7 separate regions of the Mus musculus genome follow, and all the other regions are linked to region 3. Evidence: chromatin contacts called from public ChIA-PET, HiChIP or PLAC-seq and promoter capture Hi-C data. All regions are on one chromosome and are shown on one strand. Each heading gives the region's core, a stretch centred on a gene start, on an enhancer-like site or on the middle of the called end of the contact. The rest is flanking DNA. Distances are from core to core; before and after follow the strand shown. Region 1 holds the start of Cda (cytidine deaminase). Region 2 holds the start of Sh2d5 (SH2 domain containing 5). Region 3 holds the start of Otud3 (OTU domain containing 3). Region 4 holds the start of Aldh4a1 (aldehyde dehydrogenase 4 family, member A1). Region 5 holds the start of Ddost (dolichyl-di-phosphooligosaccharide-protein glycotransferase). Region 6 holds the start of Iffo2 (intermediate filament family orphan 2). Region 7 holds the start of Fam43b (family with sequence similarity 43, member B).

Region 1 (2,700 bases), core at 192-2,691, 550 kb after region 3:
AGCCTCTTGAGTCTGGAAATGGTGAAAGGGGACACGTAATGGAGGGAGATGTCGGGAGAAAATGAGGCAAAACTTACCCACCAGGCACTGGCACTGCCGGGCATGGGTTTCATCTATGTATGGCTAGGAGCCCAGGGTCCTGGGTACAGGGTTGCTAAACTATTGGGCAGAGGTGTCTGCTTGTGGGGTGGGGTGGGGGTGGGAGTGGGGAGATGCTGCCCCGTTCTCTGCTCTCTCCTGCCTTCTTCCTCCCAGTCCTCAGCACCACACAAGCCCTCAGAGAAGCTGCTGATTCACTCCTGCTTGGTGACCATCCGGCGACACTTGGACATGTCTGGCTGTGCTGGCTGCAATCCGGCCCACTCTCTATGGACTTGGCCAAGTCACTTAAGGACAATAAGCCGGTTTGTTTGAAGTGTTCCCATGTGCCACTTCTATATCCTCTCCCCACAGACTCCCTGGACCATATTATCATCTCAGTCTGGTAACCACAGGAAGGGACTGCCAATTGTGCACCCATTTTGTAGATAAGGAAACTGAGGCTCTGAGAGGTAGCGCAGCTCTTCCTGGGAGAGCTAATAAACAGATACCTGGAACCCAAGCCACAGCCCACTCTAATCCAAAGCTCCCACACGTCTGTTGCTACCCCCACTGTAGACAGCAAACGTGCCGACGTCTGACAAGGAACCCACTAACATTTGTGTGTAAGACAAAGAGAACAGCCAGGGTGTAAATCCATTTCCGGTACCACCAACCCAACAAGGTTCATGAAGAGGAAGGAAGGAAGGAAGCGAGGGAGGAAGGGAGGGAAGAAGAAGGAGGGCCCTGTTTCCCTCCAGCTGGGATGGTTTTAATGGCTAGGTTAGGACAGGAAGGAAATGAAGCCAAGCTACTGAAAACAGAGACGTTTCCTCGGCTTCGCATACCTTCTAACTTGGCACGCTGACATGGTTGCCCAAGTTCTGAACTTTCAGCCTGAACCCTTCTCTCGGTGTAAAAAACAAGCCATTAAATATTCTGAGGAATCAGGATCCTTTGAGCTTTGACCTCAGGTGTCACACAGACCCACCCAGAATCCTCCTCCCTGGGACTGTGTCTACAGCCATCCACTGAGGTGGCACCCGCCCTGTGGCCCACTCTTGATCTATGTTGACAGTGAGTGAAGTTGTTAAAGGAAACTGTCTCACTGGTGGGCACCACATACCGGTCCACCGTGGGACCCCCGCAGCTCAGTCGTAAACTCCATATCCTCCGGGCTCCCGCCCTGGGAGACTCACTGGGCTGCCAAGTCCTGGCCAGCATCCCGCCAGCCTGGGAGCCAGCCTCCAGGTCTCCCTCTAGCGCAGGGACACACCCCGGGGGAGGAGCCACCTCTTCTTGGCCAGTGCGGGCAGACGGCCAGCACCGGTTTCCTCTCCTCTGCAGCGACCAGCTCACCCGCCTCGGACCGACATGGCCCAGGAACGCCCCTCCTGTGCTGTGGAGCCCGAGCACGTCCAGCGGCTGCTGCTGTCCTCTCGTGAGGCCAAGAAGTCAGCCTACTGCCCCTACAGCCGCTTCCCTGTGGGGGCTGCCCTGCTCACCGGGGACGGGAGGATCTTCTCTGGTAAGGGCTGTCGCCGGAGTCCACTCTGGGGCAGCATGAATGGGGCCCAGGTACAGGTGAAGAGGAGAAACAGCGTGGTCCCCTCCTCACTGCTCCTCCCCTGCTCTCACCGAGGCTGTGGGCTCACTCAACTGCTTATCTGCACAGTGCCTCTCTGTTCTTAGAAGTCTGGAGTGGGGAAGGGAATTTGCACGTGAGATTAGAGGGAGAAGCCAAAATGAAAACCGTCCACGACCTGCATGGCAGGAGACTCGGATTACTTACTGAGTGTCCTGTATGCCCAGTATTCACCTCCCATCCGTTAGTTCTTTCTCTGACCTCCTGCCCAATATTAGACCCATTTTAAGATGAAGAAGTTGAGGCCAGAGGCATGTCCTAAGTTACAGGAGGCACTGGTGATGGGACCCAGGGCTGGACCTCCCAAAGCCCCACCTTCCTGCACCCTGGGGTGCTGGGATTGGCTGGGGAGGGATGGCATCAGGCAGACAGAGCGTTGTTTGTTTGTTTGTTTGTTTGTTTTTGGAGGAGAGGATCCAGACACCGTCTGGGAATCCAGCAGTCTTTACTGAGTTAACAGGATCTGCCCTGAGCTCATGTTTATAGACCCTCAAGCAGGCCAGAATGGGCTGCAGCTATGGTGTGGTACTCGCTCACACAAGGGTCTGGGTTTAGGGGAACAAAAGGAGGGGAAAGAGAATAAGGGAAGGAGAGAGTGGTAGAGAAGGAGAAGGGAGGGAAGGAGGAAGAGAGGGAGGAAGAAGGGGAGGAGGGAGGGAAGGAAGGAGGAGGGAGGAGAGGAGGGAGGAAGGGAAGGAAAAGAAAGGAGGGTGGAGGGGGAAGGGAAGAAGGAAGGGAAGGGAGGAGGGAAGGAAGGAGAAAGGAGGAGGAAAGAAGGGAGCTTGGTAAACTTAAGGACATGTTCAGTTGGGACATGGTGTGGACAGGTGACAACTACAGTGCCCATTCGTATGCCTTGTTGACTGAGCCTCTGTGAGCTTCATGAATCACCCAGCTGTGTGACAAAACCTTCCCTGGGGAGATGCAACACAAGTCTACTCACCCCAGAGAGGGAGCCCACAACAGGTCGAAGTACA
Region 2 (2,700 bases), core at 193-2,692, 660 kb after region 3:
CAATGAGACCCGTAAGGAAGCGGGATGGAACGAATGAAAAGAAAAGCAATCACGAAAGAGACAAAGAGAGCTGACGAGAGCCCTTCACACCCCTGCCTGCGCCTGGCAAGCACAGGGTAAAGAGCCAAGGGTCAGCAAAGCTCACACTCACACACACACAGACACCAGCTTGCCCAGTCCTCTGTGGGGGAAAGGGGCATATAGAAGCGGGGGGGGGGGGGGGGGGAGAGAAGGCGGGTGGACAGCATCCTCCAAGCACCTGGCCGTCGTCCCCAGCCTCCTTATATTTAGCCTCCCCAGAAACAGGAACTGTGTGCCCCTCTTCCAGTCTGATCCTGCCTTAGACCAAGGAGGTCACCAGGGTTCATTGAAACCCTGAAAACGACCACACACCCAACTCATCTCTTTGAACCAAAAAAAAAGTTTCCCACAGGGGTTTGTCTGCTGCGGCCAGGTCATACCTACAGAGGCACATACGGGCTTCTATTTTCCAGAGGGCGGGGGGGGGTGTTCTCCTTAGGAGCAGGAGACTGGCTATGTTAACTCTATACTTCACGTCCAATCACAGGGCCCTGTGCACCATAAAACTCAACAATCTATCCATTCAGGGTACTTGGGAGACTCCCAAGCCTGCAGACCCCAGCTACTGGACTAAAGGCACACATCACAGGATGGAGAGCTGGCAAACCCAGGACTCTCTGCCGAGGCTAGGCAGTACCCTTCTGCTTACAGTCTATGGGGCCCCCAAGCAGGCATCCATCCTTGGTATACACTGGGTCTGTATCTGTGCAGAAGTAGCCAGTAGTAGCCTCATAGCTGCAACAACTCAGGCGCTAGGTATGGAACTGTTTAGAAAGGCTGGGCTCCCAGCCCAGCACACTTCTGCTACCATCTCCACAGGCCCTGGACCCGCGCAACAAGGGACTGGACTGGGGTTCAGCAGGTTTGGCTGATGTGACCTTGGCCTGCCAGCTTCCAGTTCCTCAGTTGTGAAGGGGACCGCGAAGGCAGCCACCTCCTGGGTCTGTTCATCAGCCTCTGTTCTTCCCGAAATCTATCTGGTCGCGGGGAGTACACAAGGCTGGATAGGGAAGACGCGGAAAGGATCGCGAGCGGAGGTGCGGAGCGCGTGCGAGCGCAGACAGCGATCTCGCAAGCGTCACCATCCCCACGCAGCGCTAGGTTCTCGGAGGGGCACAGGTGCCCCGGCGCCAGAAAGGGAGGTATGGTGACGGGGACTGAGGTGATGGCAACTGCCGGCGGAGGGAAGTGGGGGTGCGGCTCGCTCTGGGAAGACCCTCCCGGCTTCGGCCCAGCCCCCGGAGGGTTCCCAGGAGCACTCACCACCGCTACCGCGCCTCCTGGCAGGTCTCACAGCTCCGTTTCCCGCAGCTTCTGCTCCTACCCAGCGCGGGGCCCGCCCCACCCCCGCACACGCCCCCGCCCCCGCGCCGCGCGCCCCCCACGTGGCCCTGGGATCCGACCCCTTGGGCATCACCTGGCCGCGGCGCCGGCCTCACCAGCCAATCGGAGCCGCTCCGCTCCGCCGTGCCGCCCAATCAGAGGCTGCGAGGGTACCTGGCTCCGCCCACGCTGCGACCTGGGTTGGCTCCTCCTTGTCGCTCTTCCTCCACGAAGCTGTCCAGACTCGGTGAGCTCAGGGCCTCGCTACTCGTCTGCTCCTCGGGGCAGACCTAGCTACTCCACTAGGTCTGCACGGTCGCTCAATGACCTTGCAGACCCACCCCTTCACACGCAAATGGCAGAGGACTTGGTGGCATGAATCCACTTACTGGGTGGAGATTGATTGGACCGCTCAGCTGGGGTCCAGCAGGAGTGGTGACTCTTGTCCTTCCGGCCTCACGGAAATCCACTTAGATGGGGAAATGGTGAGTGAATTTAGCCAGCGCGCGCACAGAGCCGAGAGGGCGAGCTCTTCTGATCCCATTAGGTGAGGAGCGCAGTAGGTGGCCCAAATAAATCGCAAATCCGAGCCAGGCAAGCGCGTGGTGTGTATTAAACCCGAAATCTGCAGAGAGAACGCATCAGAAACTGCCCGTGTGGCACACCGCAGAAATCCAGGACATAAGGGTTCAGACCCAGGGAGGGACACCAAGACAGATGACAGAGCCCGCGAGAAGGTGGACCTGAATCTGCAGCCTCAGGGGAGTTCCCAGGTGCAGTGCAGAGTGCGCAGGGCACGGCTCTGGGCATCCCTTGTCTCTGCAGAGCTCCTAACACCTTTCCAGAGGCAACAATAAGGTGTGATTGTTGCCCACAACCAGGCACTTCTCTCTCCCCAGTGGGACTTAGATTAACACTTTAATCATGTTAATCCTCCAGGGCCTCTCCCATAGCCATTACCACCCCTGACTCAGCCAGGTGAGAACTGGAAGGCCTGACAGGGACACTGACCTGGTAAGTGAAGGGTCAGTAAATACCGATGCTATTTTGAATTTCTTTTGTCTGTGACCTTTGGCAATTCCCCTGTGCAGAATGGTAAGGAATCTCCCTAACAGTCTCCAGGCCTGGACAGTGAAGGAGCAACGGGGGGGAGGGGGGGGGCAAGCTCAGTTCACCAAACGGGCAACTCAGGATACATAAAAACGAAAAGGCTCCCTCCTAACTCTTAAAAAGAAATATTTAAAGCTCCTTACTTCATCTTAGTTTATTTTATTTTTAAATAAAATGCACTTTTTA
Region 3 (2,700 bases), core at 197-2,696:
ACTCTTACTTACTCCGTCCCTCACTCCCAGGAATCTCCATCACCGTCTTGACTTGATATTTTGTGTGGGTAACCATAGGCACAATGAGTTCATGGTCTATCTCATTTCTTGTCACAGGATGTCTTAGTTAGGGTTTTATTGCTGTGAGGGAACATCATCACCGAAAAGGAAGTTGGGGAGGAAATGGCCTATTTGGCTTCCTCAGTTGAGGAAGTGTCTCCATGAGATCTGGCTGTAGAGCTTTTCTTAATTAGTGATCAATGGGGGAGGGCCCAGCCCATTATGGGTGGTGCCATCCCTAAGCGTGTAGTCCTGGGTTCTATAAGAAAGCAGGCTGCGTGTTGTCAATTCCTTTAGGCTCTGCCCAACAGTTACCTAGCAACAGCTTGCGTTTCTCCCTGCCAGGTTTGAAGACCACTGTTAACCATAATCTCTCTCTCTCATATCCCTGACTGGACCCTACCTCTGTTTCTCTCTTCTCTTTCTGTCCTTCTCTGTCCCCCTCCTTTCTCTGCCTCTACTCCTTTTCCAGGTTCCCTTCCCTTCCCTCGATAAACTTCCTTTTGTTCTAGGCCTGTCGTATGGTGGTGAGTCCTCAGAGGAATGGGCCTGCTGAGGTTCTCCTGCCGCCACATTATACTGCCGTTTTATAAAACATAACACTGAGCAAGTCAGGGGAAGCAAGCCAGTAAGCAGCGCCCTCCATGGCCTCTGCATCAGCTCCTGCCTCGGGGGTTTTAGACCTGCTTGAGTTCCTGTCCTGATGGCCTCCAAGGATGGATGCTGATCTTGAAGTGTAAGCCAACTTGTAGCTCACTGATTGGCTAAACTGCCTGGCAGTGAGTGCAGTGGGCTGTCTCTTCCTCCTTAGGGATGGGATCACAGGGGCTCTCTGACAGGCCTACCCTTCTTAAAGTGGGTGATGGAGATCCGAACTCAGGTCGAACCTGGCATATGGAGCAAGCACTTATATGGACTGAGCTATTTCCCTAGCTACTGTAGGCTGAGTTTTTAAAGGGTCTGTGCACGCACGCAGGCGTTTGTAATTGATTGCGGATTAGCGCATTCTAGACAAACATATTCCCTTATCATCCTTTCCTTGTCCTGGAACTCACTCTGTAGACCAGGCTGGCCTCGAACTCAGAAATTCGCCTGCCTCTGCCTCCCAAGTGCTGGGATTAAAGGCGTGCGCCACCAGGCCCGGTCACCCTTTCCTTCTTTTCCGCATTTTTTTGCTCTTGCCTCTCTTCTGACATCCTCAGTCATCCTTGACCTGTCTGGTCCCACTGCGCCTCACTGAGCACTACCCACCACGAGGGGGCAGAAAATAACCAACAAAACAGGTGCTTCTCTAGTCTTCCTATCTTTCTCTATGGTGCCTGCTGGCCCCGCCCCGGGGGCGGAGCTACCACCACGTGACCTGGCTGCCAGGCGACCGCGCCGGCGCAGTGGCCGCGCCGCTGTCGCCAGGCGTCGTCCCCCTGCGCCGCTCCGCCCGGTGGCCGGCTGAGGCTGCGGCCCCGGGCTCTGCGGCTCCGGCTCCGGCTTCGGCTCCTTCCGCGGCGAAGCCGTGTGCCGCCGCAGCCATGTCCCGAAAGCAAGCGGCGAAGAGCCGGCCGGGCAGCGGCGGCCGCAGAGCCGAGGCGGAGCGTAAGCGGGACGAGCGGGCGGCGCGCCGGGCGCTGGCCAAGGAGCGGCGGAACCGGCCCGATCCTGGCGGCAGCGGCTGCGAAGAAGAGTTTGTGAGCTTCGCCAACCAACTGCAGGCCCTGGGGCTGAAGCTGCGGGAGGTGCCGGGGGACGGGTGAGGCGGGCCGGGAGTGCGGGAAGCGGCGCTGGGGATGCGCAGGGCCGGTCGCTGAGGGGGAAGCAAGGGTCAGGCTTGGTGGAACGCTGCGGCAGGGTCCCCCGAGGGTCCGAGCGGGTCTGAGAGGTGACCTCGAGGTGCAGCTGTCATGAAGCCGAATGGGAAAGGACCTAGGTCCCGCTCGGTGTCATGCTGGCCCTCCTGGGTGTCCTCGCCCACTTTTGCACTGGGGTATCGAGGGCGGAGAGCTAAAGGTAGCTTCCACAGAGCTTGCTTCCCACGTTTTGGGTTCCCCAAGTAAAAGGCATGAGAGTCCCGGGCCAGCTGTTTCTGGGAGCCGGATACAAGAGTAGCAGCTGGAAACAGAACGGAGGAAGGCGAGGGGAAGCAACTTAATGGAACGGGGACATGGGTCCAGGAACGTGGGGAGAGAGAAGGAAAAGAATAAAGAAACGGGGAGAGGAACGGGTTAGCAGGTCCGAGGGAGCCTGCCTGCTAGGTGTGTTGTTGCAAGAGGCACTGTTAGTGTGTTCTCCTCTAGGAATGGTCAGGTTGAGCCATGGAAGAATGGAATACAGCTAAGGAGTCTACAAAGGCAGATGTGGCAATGAGACTGGGGGATTTGCCTGGGCTATAGGGTGACAGGGTTTCAAAAAACAAAACCCAACAAAACCAAACCAATCTTTCCCTCTTGAGAAAGTCTCGCTATGTAGTCTTAGGGCTGGCCGGGAATCCCCTGTGTAGACCAGGTTGCCCTTAAACTCATAGCCATCTGCTGGGATTAAAGATGTGTGCCTCTGTCCCACTACATAAAGTATTTTCTTCATTTGATACACTACGCTGAATTTTATTGATCAAGACTCAATAAACTAACCCCATTTGTATCTCCTGCC
Region 4 (2,700 bases), core at 162-2,661, 710 kb before region 3:
ACTCAAAGAGGTCACAACTCAGTGGAGGTGGACACGGTGGGTCACAGGCCACAGAGCAGGCAAACAGTAACCAAAGTAGGGGTGTGGGGGTGCTGTGTAAACTGTACAAGGAAGGCAGGCAGAAATGGGGAATAATACCCAAGTTCAAACAGGCCGTGAGCCATACTGGGGCAGGATATTGGAACACATCACTAAGGCAGCCAGGATTCTGGCTGAAAGCAAGCAGCTCTCTGCCCTAGGGCTTACCTGTCTCTTCATTACGTTTGTTTGTTTGTTTGTTTGTTTGTTTGTTTTTGAGACAGGGTTTCTCGTGTATCCCTGACCCTCCTCGAACCTGCTCTTGCAGAACAAGCTGGCCTTGCACTCAGTGACCTGCCTGCCTCTGCCTCCCGGTGATTTATTAAGGAACTTGTCTGAATGGATTTAGGCAAACCTCAAAATGAGCCCCATGCCACGCAGAGCCGCATCACACGTTATAAAAGTCATTATGGCACCCACCGTAAAACAAAAGCCCAATATTGAACAAAAAGGGAGTGGGGTGGAGAGGTCCCTGGGAGTGTCGGAAGGCTCCAGAATGGGAACACAGGGCCGGCCAAGGTCTGGGAGAATCAGCAAATTTGAAATATACAGCGTTAGGAGAAAGAGGGGTGTAGGAAGGGGGCGTGGGCACAAATCCGGACGCCACACCCTCCCTGGGGTTCCTTGGATAGGAAAACTGGCCATCTAGGACATTGGTTTGCAACCTGTAGGTCGCCACCCCGAGCGATCCTTTCACAGGGGTCGCATATCAGCTATTCTGCATATTAGATATTTACATGACGATTTATAACAGTAGCAAAATACGGTTATGAAGTGGCATAATTTTTCGGTTGGGGAGTCACCACACCAAGAGGAAAGGGTCACAGCATTTGTTAAGAACCACTGCTCTAGAGAGACCTGGTAAGGCGCCACAGGTTCTCCATGGGAGAGTGGCTCTGCAGGTCGCGACCCGGCGCGCACTTAGGGGAGCCATAGGGACCCTGGAGATAATGGCTGCAACCTGGAGGACCCACAGAGTGGGATCTGTCCACGGCTCTCAGGACTCAGGCAGCAGAGGGGTTCACTCACCCAGCGCCCCTCCAGGCATGGGACAGCAGGGATCGGCGGAGCGACGGCAGCGGCAGCATCGCGGAGACTCTTAACAGTCTTGCGCAGCTGTGGGAAGCTCAGAGTCAGCCCCACCGGGCTGGACTAGACAAGCCCGGAGCGCACTACCTCTGCGGGAGGCGCAGCATCGCCCGGTCCACCTCCTTCGGGGCCCCTCCTCGGGTACCCTTCCCCCTCTGTCAATAAACATCAGCTGTATTTAACATCAAAATTGCTACTGTGGACTGCGGGTCAAGAGAATGCAGCAGAAAAGCCCTGAAATGATACTCTCTTCTCCTCGTCTCCTCTCCTTATGGTATGACCCAAGGAGAGAGGGCGTGAGCCTCACTGACCAATCAGAGTCTCGCATGAAAGCCTCCAGGCCAATCAGCAGGACAGGCAAGCTGCAGCCTTCTTAGGCAGGGCTGGAGAGTTGCAGGAGCCAATGACAGATCCTGCACAGAGCGCGTGCTCAGTAGTAGAAGTGGCCGGGGGGGGGGGGGGGGGGGGACCCGGTCGACGCGACAGGTGCTACTTGGGTCCCCAACACTTGGTGGCTGGAAGGCTGGACATCTGCAGGCTACAACTCTGCCCGGGCCCGCCGAGCCACACCAAGGCCAGCTCCCTGCCACCTCCCCGGGGGCTGCCACCGTGCATGGAGCCTGATCTGCCCTCCATCTCCCAGCCTGGCTCAGGGCCAAGCCTGGGCTTGCTTCCTTCCAGATTGGAATCAGAATGAGATAAAACCCTAGCGGGCCTGAACTTAACGTTCTTCGTTTTAATTTTCTTTATTTCTTCCTTTTCTTAAAAGCCTCTAGCCACAAAAACCAGTTGTTCCTGCCTCTGTCCCTCTGTCCCTCTGCCCCGTGGTTAAAATTTTCAGTTTTCTTCATGAGACGTTGTTTGATGAATACTCGAACGTATTAAAACAGCTTCCGAAACCTGCTCTTAGAATGATGCCTTAGGGAACCACTGTATTCCTAAGATACTGGTATGGGTTTTCTTACTTTATTCTCTTTGGGTTTTGTTTTTGTTTAATTTTTTTAATTTTTTTTTTTTGGCTTGGTTTTACTTTTTCAGACAGGGTTTCTCTGTGTAGCCTTGGCTATCCTGGAACTGGCTCTATAGACCAGGCCCTGAATTTACAGAGATCCACCCGCAGGTCTGCCTCCAGAGTGCTGGGATTAAAGGCCTGCACCACCACAGTCCTGCTTCAACGTGTTTCTCTGTCTTTGACAATGTAACCAGGGCATTTACTTTGGGGTCCCTCTGGTTCTAATTTGATACCACACTGGGCAGATTCGCCTCAAAACACCATGACCAAAAAGCAAGTGGGGAGTTAAAGGTTTACGTGTGCAAATTTTCAGCTCATCACTGAGGCAGGAACCTGGAGGCAGGAGCTGATGCAGAAGCCGTGGAGGGACGCTGCTTACTGGCTTGCTCAGCCTTACAGGTGGACCGCCAGTCCAGGGGTTGGACTACCTAGAATAGGCTGGGCCCTCCCACATCAATCACAAATTAAGAATTTTTTTTGCCCAAGTAGCTGTGCAGTGGTAGTGCATACCTTTACATCTA
Region 5 (2,700 bases), core at 57-2,556, 610 kb after region 3:
TGGTGGACTCAACTGCCTTGTAAGACAGAAATAGTTAAGTGTAAGTTACAGATCTTCACTCCATTCAGTAGTCTCTGAGGGCTGGTGAGATGGCTTAGCAGGCAGCCACAGGTCGGTCACTGGGTTCAAGTCTCCAGTAAGGGCTGGGAATGACAAGCGGTGCCTATTACCCAAGCATCAGGAGGCAGAGACTGATCTGAGAGCTCACTGTCCAGCCTGCTTAGTCAAAATGGCAAGCTTCAGGTTCAGTGAGAGACCCTGGCTTAAGGGAGTGAGGAGTGTGACAGAGTAGGTGACCCGATTCTACACGTCCACAGAAGTGTGCACAACCTCACATACATGCATATTTCCCACCACCCCCAATACCAACTAGCCTTGTGTTGGTCAGCCAAAACACATCCATCAGGCCTTAAGGGTTGATGGGTATGTATCTATTTGTATTCTTATGACCTGCAGAATGACTTTTTACAGCAATCCATGTTAATAATGTGACAAATCTTTGTACACAAGCAAGTCAAATCAAGAGTTTCTTTATCAGGACCCTTGTTAGAGAAAACCCCCTTCTCCAGAAGCGAAATGTCTACGGGTGACATTTGGCACTCTATCCTTAGCTGTATCTTTTTGACGGATGAAATCTCCGAGGCCCAAGCTGCAATTAACATTTTCCTCTACTATACTTCGAAACTCACCCCAAGACCCAGAACATGCCCAGGAACAAGAAGACAGCCGTCTCCTGAGCCCCCCCAATCCCATTTCGAGGGGCGACGCGCGCCCTTACCTTCCACCGACGGGGAAAAGATGATAAGGTTGTCATAGAGGAACTCCCCGTACTTAATGAGGGACAAGCTGGGGTCATCTGCGGTCTTGAAGGTGAGCTCAAAGCCCCGGTCTGGAGGAAAGAAACCCGGAACCCGGTCAGGAGAGGAATCCCTGCTGCAGCCCTCGGAGGGGGCTGCCGTCTCCGCCCCAACCCGGGCCATTCCCTCGGCTCTGCTCGGCGCTCACCCTTCAGGCTGCGGAAGAACAGCGAGTGCGTGTCCCGCACGTTCAGGTTGTCCAGCAGCACGAGGGTGCGGGGGCCGCTGGCGCAGACGCAGCCGAGCACGGCCAGCAGCAGCCCGCAGAGGGGCCAGGCGCGGACGGCGAGGCGGGGATCCATCTTCATCTCCCAGCAGCCCAGGCCAGCACCTGGGCACCGGAAGCGTCCCTCGCGGCCGCCCAATGGCCGCTCGCAGCGGCGGAGTACCACTTGGAAGCGGTCCGGGTACTCCGTGGCCCCGCGGCCCACGCCGCTGCGGGGACGGACCAAGAAGCAGGGAACGCCACCGGAAGTGGCCCTCCGGAGGCCGAGTCTCTGTACCTTATTGGCGAAACGCACTTGAGGCTCCGCCTCCCCCATGGAAAAGGGCCAATCCAAGAGAGACAGCTCCGTAGCTGCTGCCAATCAACAAAGCCGGGCGCCCTTTGCCTCCGCCCAGGCTAGCTCCCGCCACATCTCTCAAACTCTCCTCTAGCGTCTCCAGATTTTCCGTTTCCTAGGCAGCCGCCCCTTTTCCCCCAGGACGCAGTTGTCATTACCAGGACCAGATAGGGGTGAATTCCTCGCCTGTCGCTAGTCTAACGGGCTCGGAAGCAGGCCCTTATCTCTTGAGAGCAATGAGGTGGGGAAATAGGCTCTGGCCAGGCCCGAAACAGGGTGGATGGCCAAGGAGAAGGTTAGTGATCAAAAGGCTCTTCACAACCAGGATTGGTGGCTCGTGCTTTTAATTTCAGCACTCGAGTGGGAGGCAGAGGCAGATCTTTGTGACTTCGAGGCCAGCCTGGTCCACATAGTGAGTCCAGGCCTGCTGGGGTCACATATTGAGAGCTGGTATAATGCGGCGGGAGGGAGCAACTTGGCTGGCCGGCCAAGGTGATCCCCTGAACAATCAAGCCACGCGACAGACCTAGTGTAAAGACGATTTATCGTCGGTGGAAGGGAAGGGGACTTGGGACGGGGTAGAGACCGAAAAGGGGAACAGAGAATGGTAGAGAAGAGGCCAGCTGAGAACATCTGGGGGGAGAGAGGAGAGAATAGGAGATAGGGAGAGAGGCAGGTTAGCCGAGAGGAGTCCTTACACGCCTGGCTCGCACCTGGCTGGCGGCTACCCAAGCTGCTGCGTGGTGCCTAGCGGAATTGTCTATAAGCCAACATGGGGTGCCAGCAAGATGGTTCAGCTGATAAAGGTGCTTGTTTGCCACCAAGACTGACGTCGTGAGTTCAATCCCTGGGCCCCAGACGGTGGAAGGAGAGAACGGCCTTCTGCAAGTTGTCTTCTGACACACACACACACACACCAACCCAAGATTCAGGACAGAAATAAAACGTAGAGGTCTAGGGATGTGTACTTCAGTGGGTAAGATGCATGCATTATCTAGATTGCAGGAAGGCCTGGGTTTGATGCCCAGTATCATAGAAAACTAGGCATGGCAGCTGGCAGCTGTAACCTCAGCACTCGAGATACAAACATCAGGATAATTAGTGCAAAGTTGTCCTCAGCTACATGCAAGTCCCAGGCCAGCTGGATGTGACCGTCTCCATATAATAATTATCGTTCCTAAACTTCTCTGAAGCCCAACCACACCACTCAGTGACACTGACTTTAGGGATGTGCCATTGTTAGGACACCCTTTCAAGGTACCCACCTACACCTCTCCCTA
Region 6 (2,700 bases), core at 164-2,663, 660 kb before region 3:
GAACAAGATAGGCGACCCCGGGGCCCTAGGGACAGAGCCATCCATCTTCACACGTGAGCTCATTAAATTCAAGGACAAAAAAAAAATGACAATGAGCTAGTTGAGACTGTTTTCTTTACACCTGCTATGGGAAAGGGAATCTACCACCAACATCTCGGGGAATACCTAGGCTAGGAGACACACCAGCCATGACTTCCATCAAAGGATCAAGTCTTGACTTTCACCGCGGATTAGCCAAGCTGCCTTGAGCAAGACACTTGGTACCTCTTCACCTCAGTTTCCTCATCTGCAGTATGGGGACAAGGCTGCCTCACACCGCACTGTCATGTGGACAGAATGAGATCACCACAAATCCGCTGGTTATTACGTCCCTGGGAAACAATGTGCCTGGCCCCAGGGGTCGGCGCCCAGGTATCCCGCGCTCCCTGCGCTCGTTCGCGGATTTAGATGACCTAGTCCTCCCGCAGTTCGCAGCCCATATGCCAGGCCCTGCTGCCGGTTCTGAGAGCGGCGGAGGAGGGGCGCGTCCACTCACCTCCGTTTGTACTCGTCACGCTCGCGCTTCACCTTGGCCAGCACGTTGTAGAGAGCGCGGATCTCTGGCGTGATGGTGTCGATCTGCACGCCTACGCCGTCCGGGTGTACCCACGACACGCCGGGGCCCTGCACAGTCTCCACGCCACCGCCTCCCGTGCGCCGCACCTGCGTGTAGCTCCAGATGGTCCCGGGCAGGCGACCGTAGTGCTGCGGGTGCGAGCCGCCGCCGGGGGGCAGGCCGCCCAGGGCCACCGCGTTGGCGTTGACGCCGGTGGCCGCGCCGAGGGCCTGCCCGCTTCCCGCAGCCGACGGCCGCAGCAGCTCGGGCCCGGTCTGCACGGCCTGCTCGCGGGAGAAGGTCTTGTAGCGCAGCCGCCGATCGCGCTCGCTCTGCTGCTGCTCCAGCTGTTTCTCCAGGAGCCGGTTGCGCCGCTCCAGCTCGTGCACCTTGGCCAAGAAGCAGCGGAAACGCACGTTGAGCCCCTTGAGGAGGTGGATGTTGGAACCCAGATCGTCCCGCAGCGCCGCCGTTACGGGCGAGGGCCCCGGCCCGGCCCCGCCACCCCCGCCGCCGCCTGCGCAGCCGCCGCCCCCCGGCGGGCAGCCGAAGGCCAAGGCCATCTCTCCGAACAGCAGCGAGTTAACCATGCGCCGGCTGCGTGGCTCAGGGCCCCGGGCCCGTGGCTCCAGATGCGGCTCCAGCTCGGGGCCGGGCTCCCGGCGCGGCCGGGCCAGGGCGGGCGCGGGCTCCAGAGCGGCCGGGGTGGTGTTAGGTGCCAGATGCGGCTCCGCTGCGTCGGGAGAGATGGTGGGACGAGCTGGAGGTCGCGGTGGCTGCGTGGGGCTGGTGAGGGGTCCGGTGCCTGCGCCGCGACTGTCAGAGCTGCTGTGGACCGGCCGCAGCAGCGGCTCGCAGAGGACTCTCAGCCGGCGCTGCCCCCTCTGCGGCGAGCCCCGCCCTCTGCAGGCACAGACCACGCCTCCAGGGCCCGCCCTCTGCAGACACAGACCACACCCCCTGCCTAGCTGCTCTCTGCCCTTCCCGGCCCGCCCTCTATAGGCGAAGGCCTTCCTCCCTAGCCTGGACCGCCCTCTGCGGACATAGGCCACGCCCCTCAACCCATTGCAGCGATTTCACCCGCTGAGACTCGGCTCCTAGGTCTCCAGCCCCGGCCACGCCTATCGGCCCTTGGGCTCCGCCCACCCACAAGCTGCGCCACTCGTCTGCGAGGAGCCTTTCGACTACAGCTCAAGCTCCGCCCAGCAACGGCCCAGAAAACCCTCGCCTGCGTGCGGCGCTGCAGGCCTAGCGGGGTTCAGATAATCTAACGCAGTCTGAATGCGAAACTGTACCCGGGAACGCGGCAGAGCCGGGCACCGCAGCCTCTTGAAAAGGTGGACAGCCTGTGGAGACCTCCACTACCAAGTGTGCCAGGCGGGCTTGACTACCTGCTTGCCCTTCCTCCGTGTCCCAAATTTCCCTGCCCCAGATTCTCAGGCATGCGGGTGACTGTGGCCTGCAAAGGTCTGGCAACCATAGTGTGCGAAGATGCATGAAAACCAGCTCCCCTACTCCAGCCTCCGGAGGCCTTGGTCGCCTTCCTGTCCCCTACCAGGCAGGATCAGGGCTTCTCGCAGCCTTTGAGCCTGCTAGTCCACGGCAAACCCAGAAGCGGGGATGTGAGACAAGCTGGGGAAGAGAAAGCAATGAGCCTCCCAACATGCTTGTCCTCACAACCCTGACTAACCATCTCCTGTCACCTATCACCACATTGTCACAGTCGGCGCTGTAGCTGAGCCCTGAGAGCAGAGGGTCTGTCTATCCATCAATTCTCCCGAATGCCTTGCTGCAATATGGAGTACCACCTATTTGGAGGACACTTATTTGGACCCATCCATCTTCCGTCCTTTCAGCCATCTATCCTTCACACCTACCACCCTAAAAACCAGTATTCCCTGCGATCTCCAAGTGTCTCCTGTACCCACTGCAAGCATTAGCTCACAGCAGGCACCTATTTAAGTATTATCCTCATTTTACAGAGAAGGTCGCTGAGACCTGAGCTTTACCACCACCTCAAAACACACTCTACCCAGCCTTCCGAGCTGCTGGCCTTTGGTCCTCACCACAAACTTCCTAAGGGAAGGACCCCACCTTGAATGCCT
Region 7 (2,700 bases), core at 85-2,584, 520 kb after region 3:
TGGTTGCTGGGAATTGAACTCAGGACCTCTGGGAGAGCAGTCGGTGCTCTTCACCACTGAGCCATCACTCCAGCACCTTTTTTTTTTTTTTGGTTTTTCGAGACAAGGTCTCTCTGTGTAGCCCTGGCTGTCCTGGAACTCACTTTGTAGACCAGGCTGGCCTCGAACTCAGAAATCCTCCTGCCTCTGCCTCCCAAGTGCTGGGATTAAAGGTGTGTACCACCACGCCCAGCTCAGGACCCAACTTTTAACTCGTGTTGGCAATAGAGAGCCTTAAAGCCGTGGGACCTGGGGCCCACATAAGAACAGTCCAGGAAGTCTGGAAGCCTGAGGCTTAAACTCAGAGAACTAACTGTGTGTCCTGACATAGGGCTGGTTTTTGTTTGTTTGGTTGGTTTGGTTTTGGTTTGTTTTTTCAGGACTCTAGAGCCCCTCCCCAGAGGATGGAGACAAGTGCCTGGACTCTATGCAGAATGGCCAAAGGTTGGAGGGAAGAGAGAAGGCGAGGGCCAGCTCTGGGGTCACTAGGTTCTGAGTGACCCATCTCCTTCCAACCACATGAGCCTGAACTGCCTTGTCTGAAGGATTTGAGGAGATCGCGAATGCCAAGCACTTGGGAACTCCAAAGTCGGTCTCTGCAGATAGGACATTATCTGTCTAATCTTCAAAGAGCCAGAGGCTGCACTGTGACCAGAGGGAGAGCTTCCCTGCTGCAGTTCCCACAAGTCTCAGGTCTGCTCTGGAAACCCTTTCCCACCATCAAGAATCTTCTCCCCTATTCTGTCCTGACCACCAGCGGTTGCTGGTGTGGTGGTGTGACCGACCAGTCAGTCTCTCAGCTCAGGGGAAGCGGCCTAGTCCACGACCTTGGAGGAACCTGGGAGAAAGCTTCACTAAAAGACAGTACTTTTCCACTGCTCTGCTCTCGGCCACCTCAGCTGGCTTTATGCTGTGCACAGAAGAGGCAAAGGGCACCAAACCCCAGCAGGAACCCACCCCAAATCTCTGCTTTCAGAGAGGAGAGATGCGGGTAGGAACGCTCTGTGGGTGAGGGACAGCAGGCGGGAACCCTAGAAAGAGAAGGGGCTCTCCCTGGGAACTCGGAGTCCACCAGTGAAGCTGGAGAAATTTACATTCGTAAATCCCTCCGCAATATTTTAGGGGATTCCCGTTCCTTCGCTGCCCCTCTATTCTTCATCCTTCCAATGATAAAGCTTAAAACAGTTCCAACGCGCCTGTGCTGGGTCTTGGGAAGCGCGAGTCTGCGCGGAGGGGGCGGGGGAGAGGGAGGGGACAAGAGAGCTAGCGGTACCGCCCGGTGATGCAGGCAGCCAAGGGAGGTGGAGTCGCGACGCCTGAAGGAGTCCCCACCGCAGCGGTGCTCTTGGTCCACCTCATCCAGCAACCACCAGACCCTGCTCTAAAGACGTCCCTGCCACTGACTCGGCGGCAGGGACAGTGGCAATCGCCCCTATAGTCGGGCCTTGGGGACATTTATTGCTCCAAACCCTGTCCCTCCTTGCTTCCCAGACGGCTGGAGTCATTCCTGGGGGAAGCTGCTCCGAGCCGATCAAGCAGCCGCACGGGCATCTCAGCGGACAGCCTGGCTGGGCACCGGGCATCTGCGAAGCCAGCCCCGCCGGATACTGGGCATCTCTCACAAGGACTGTCTTCGGCCGCCGCCCAGCTTGTCGCAAGTCCTGGGCGGTGGGCTTCTGAGCGCCTTTGGCCTTTCCAGGACCCAAGTGAGCTTCCCCGCGCTCCCTGCCCTTTGGGCCGCCGCGATGCTGCCCTGGAGACGGAACAAATTCGTGCTAGTGGAGGACGAGGCCAAGCGCAAGGCGAAGAGCCTGAGCCCCGGGCTCGCCTACACGTCGCTGCTCTCCAGCTTCCTGCGCTCCTGCCCGGACCTGCTACCGGACTGGCCGCTGGAGCGTCTGGGCCGCGTGTTCCGCAGCCGGCGCCAGAAAGTGGAGCTTAACAAGGAGGACCCCACCTACACCGTGTGGTACCTGGGCAACGCCGTCACCCTGCATGCCAAGGGCGACGGCTGCACCGACGACGCTGTGGGCAGGATTTGGGCGCGCTGCGGGCCGGGAGGGGGCACGAAGATGAAACTGACCCTGGGTCCGCACGGCATCCGCATGCAGCCGAGCGAACGCAGCTCCGGGGCTTCGGGGGGCCGCAGACCGGCGCACGCCTACCTGCTGCCGCGCATCACCTACTGCGCGGCGGATGGGCGCCACCCGCGAGTCTTCACCTGGGTCTACCGCCACCAGGCACGCCACAAGGCCGTGGTGCTGCGCTGCCACGCTGTGTTGCTGGCGCGGGCGCACAAGGCGCGCTCCCTGGCCCGCCTGCTCCACCAGACTGCGCTGGCGGCCTTCAGCGACTTCAAGCGGCTGCAGCGCCAGAGCGATGCGCGCCACGTGCGCCAGCAGCATCTCCGTGCGGGGGGCGCCGCCGCCTCGGTACCCCGGGCTCCATTGCGCCGCCTGCTCAACGCCAAGTGCGCTTACCGGCCTCCGCCGGGCGAGCGCGGTCGCGGAGCTCCGCGGCTCAGCAGCATCCAGGAGGAGGATGAGGAGGAGGATGCGGAGGAGGAGGACACCCGGGATAGCGAGGAAGGAGCCCTGCAGCGCGAACGGCCCGAGGTGCTCAGCCTGGCCCGGGAGCTGAGGACGTGCAGCCTGCGGGGTG

Evidence for each region. Promoter capture Hi-C pulls out the DNA fragments that hold promoters and counts their contacts. ChIA-PET counts read pairs in DNA pulled down with a chosen protein or histone mark. HiChIP or PLAC-seq counts read pairs in DNA pulled down with a chosen protein or histone mark.
Region 1: an H3K4me3 HiChIP or PLAC-seq map of craniofacial prominence shows a contact between it and region 3, with 3 times the contacts expected there. The contact joins the promoter of Cda here to the promoter of Otud3 in region 3. A contact is called at or near these places in 2 of 39 promoter capture datasets (embryonic stem cells and hippocampal neurons) and 3 of 115 datasets of contacts at active chromatin or transcription factors (craniofacial prominence, embryonic basal ganglia and pancreatic cancer cells).
Region 2: a contact with region 3 is called in a promoter capture Hi-C map of neural stem cells. The contact joins the promoter of Sh2d5 here to the promoter of Otud3 in region 3. A contact is called at or near these places in 2 of 39 promoter capture datasets (hippocampal neurons and neural stem cells) and 1 of 9 other capture datasets (embryonic stem cells).
Region 4: a contact with region 3 is called in an RNA polymerase II ChIA-PET map of memory CD8 T cells, with 16 read pairs. The contact joins the promoter of Aldh4a1 here to the promoter of Otud3 in region 3. A contact is called at or near these places in 1 of 39 promoter capture datasets (pre-B cells), 1 of 484 Hi-C or Micro-C datasets (embryonic stem cells), 1 of 115 datasets of contacts at active chromatin or transcription factors (memory CD8 T cells) and 2 of 9 other capture datasets (adipose tissue and liver).
Region 5: a promoter capture Hi-C map of embryonic stem cells shows a contact between it and region 3, with 2.8 times the contacts expected there. The contact joins the promoter of Ddost here to the promoter of Otud3 in region 3. A contact is called at or near these places in 2 of 39 promoter capture datasets (embryonic stem cells and hippocampal neurons), 5 of 115 datasets of contacts at active chromatin or transcription factors (astrocytes, bone marrow-derived macrophages, embryonic stem cells and 2 more) and 1 of 9 other capture datasets (embryonic stem cells).
Region 6: a promoter capture Hi-C map of hematopoietic stem and progenitor cells shows a contact between it and region 3, with 4 times the contacts expected there. The contact joins the promoter of Iffo2 here to the promoter of Otud3 in region 3.
Region 7: a promoter capture Hi-C map of hippocampal neurons shows a contact between it and region 3, with 4 times the contacts expected there. The contact joins the promoter of Fam43b here to the promoter of Otud3 in region 3. A contact is called at or near these places in 4 of 39 promoter capture datasets (embryonic stem cells, hippocampal neurons and liver) and 2 of 115 datasets of contacts at active chromatin or transcription factors (embryonic forebrain and embryonic stem cells).

The regions. Positions count from the first base shown.
Region 1 is chr4:138,366,696-138,369,395 of GRCm38.p6, reverse strand. It overlaps Cda (cytidine deaminase), which reads left to right and starts at 1,441. Exons shown (of 4, transcript NM_028176.1): 1 at 1,441-1,606. The coding sequence starts at 1,453.
Region 2 is chr4:138,249,153-138,251,852 of GRCm38.p6, reverse strand. It overlaps Sh2d5 (SH2 domain containing 5), which reads right to left and starts at 1,442. Exons shown (of 10, transcript NM_001099631.1): 1 at 1,345-1,442.
Region 3 is chr4:138,912,714-138,915,413 of GRCm38.p6, reverse strand. It overlaps Otud3 (OTU domain containing 3), which reads left to right and starts at 1,446. Exons shown (of 8, transcript NM_028453.2): 1 at 1,446-1,804. The coding sequence starts at 1,587.
Region 4 is chr4:139,621,605-139,624,304 of GRCm38.p6, reverse strand. Aldh4a1 (aldehyde dehydrogenase 4 family, member A1) reads right to left here and starts at 1,411. Exons shown (of 15, transcript NM_175438.4): 1 at 1,108-1,411. The coding sequence starts at 1,166.
Region 5 is chr4:138,303,344-138,306,043 of GRCm38.p6, reverse strand. Ddost (dolichyl-di-phosphooligosaccharide-protein glycotransferase) reads right to left here and starts at 1,306. Exons shown (of 11, transcript NM_007838.3): 1 at 1,006-1,306; 2 at 779-889. The coding sequence starts at 1,165.
Region 6 is chr4:139,573,433-139,576,132 of GRCm38.p6, reverse strand. It overlaps Iffo2 (intermediate filament family orphan 2), which reads right to left and starts at 1,413. Exons shown (of 9, transcript NM_001205173.1): 1 at 536-1,413. The coding sequence starts at 1,185.
Region 7 is chr4:138,395,092-138,397,791 of GRCm38.p6, reverse strand. Fam43b (family with sequence similarity 43, member B) reads left to right here and starts at 1,334. Exons shown (of 1, transcript NM_001081672.2): 1 at 1,334-2,700. The coding sequence starts at 1,785.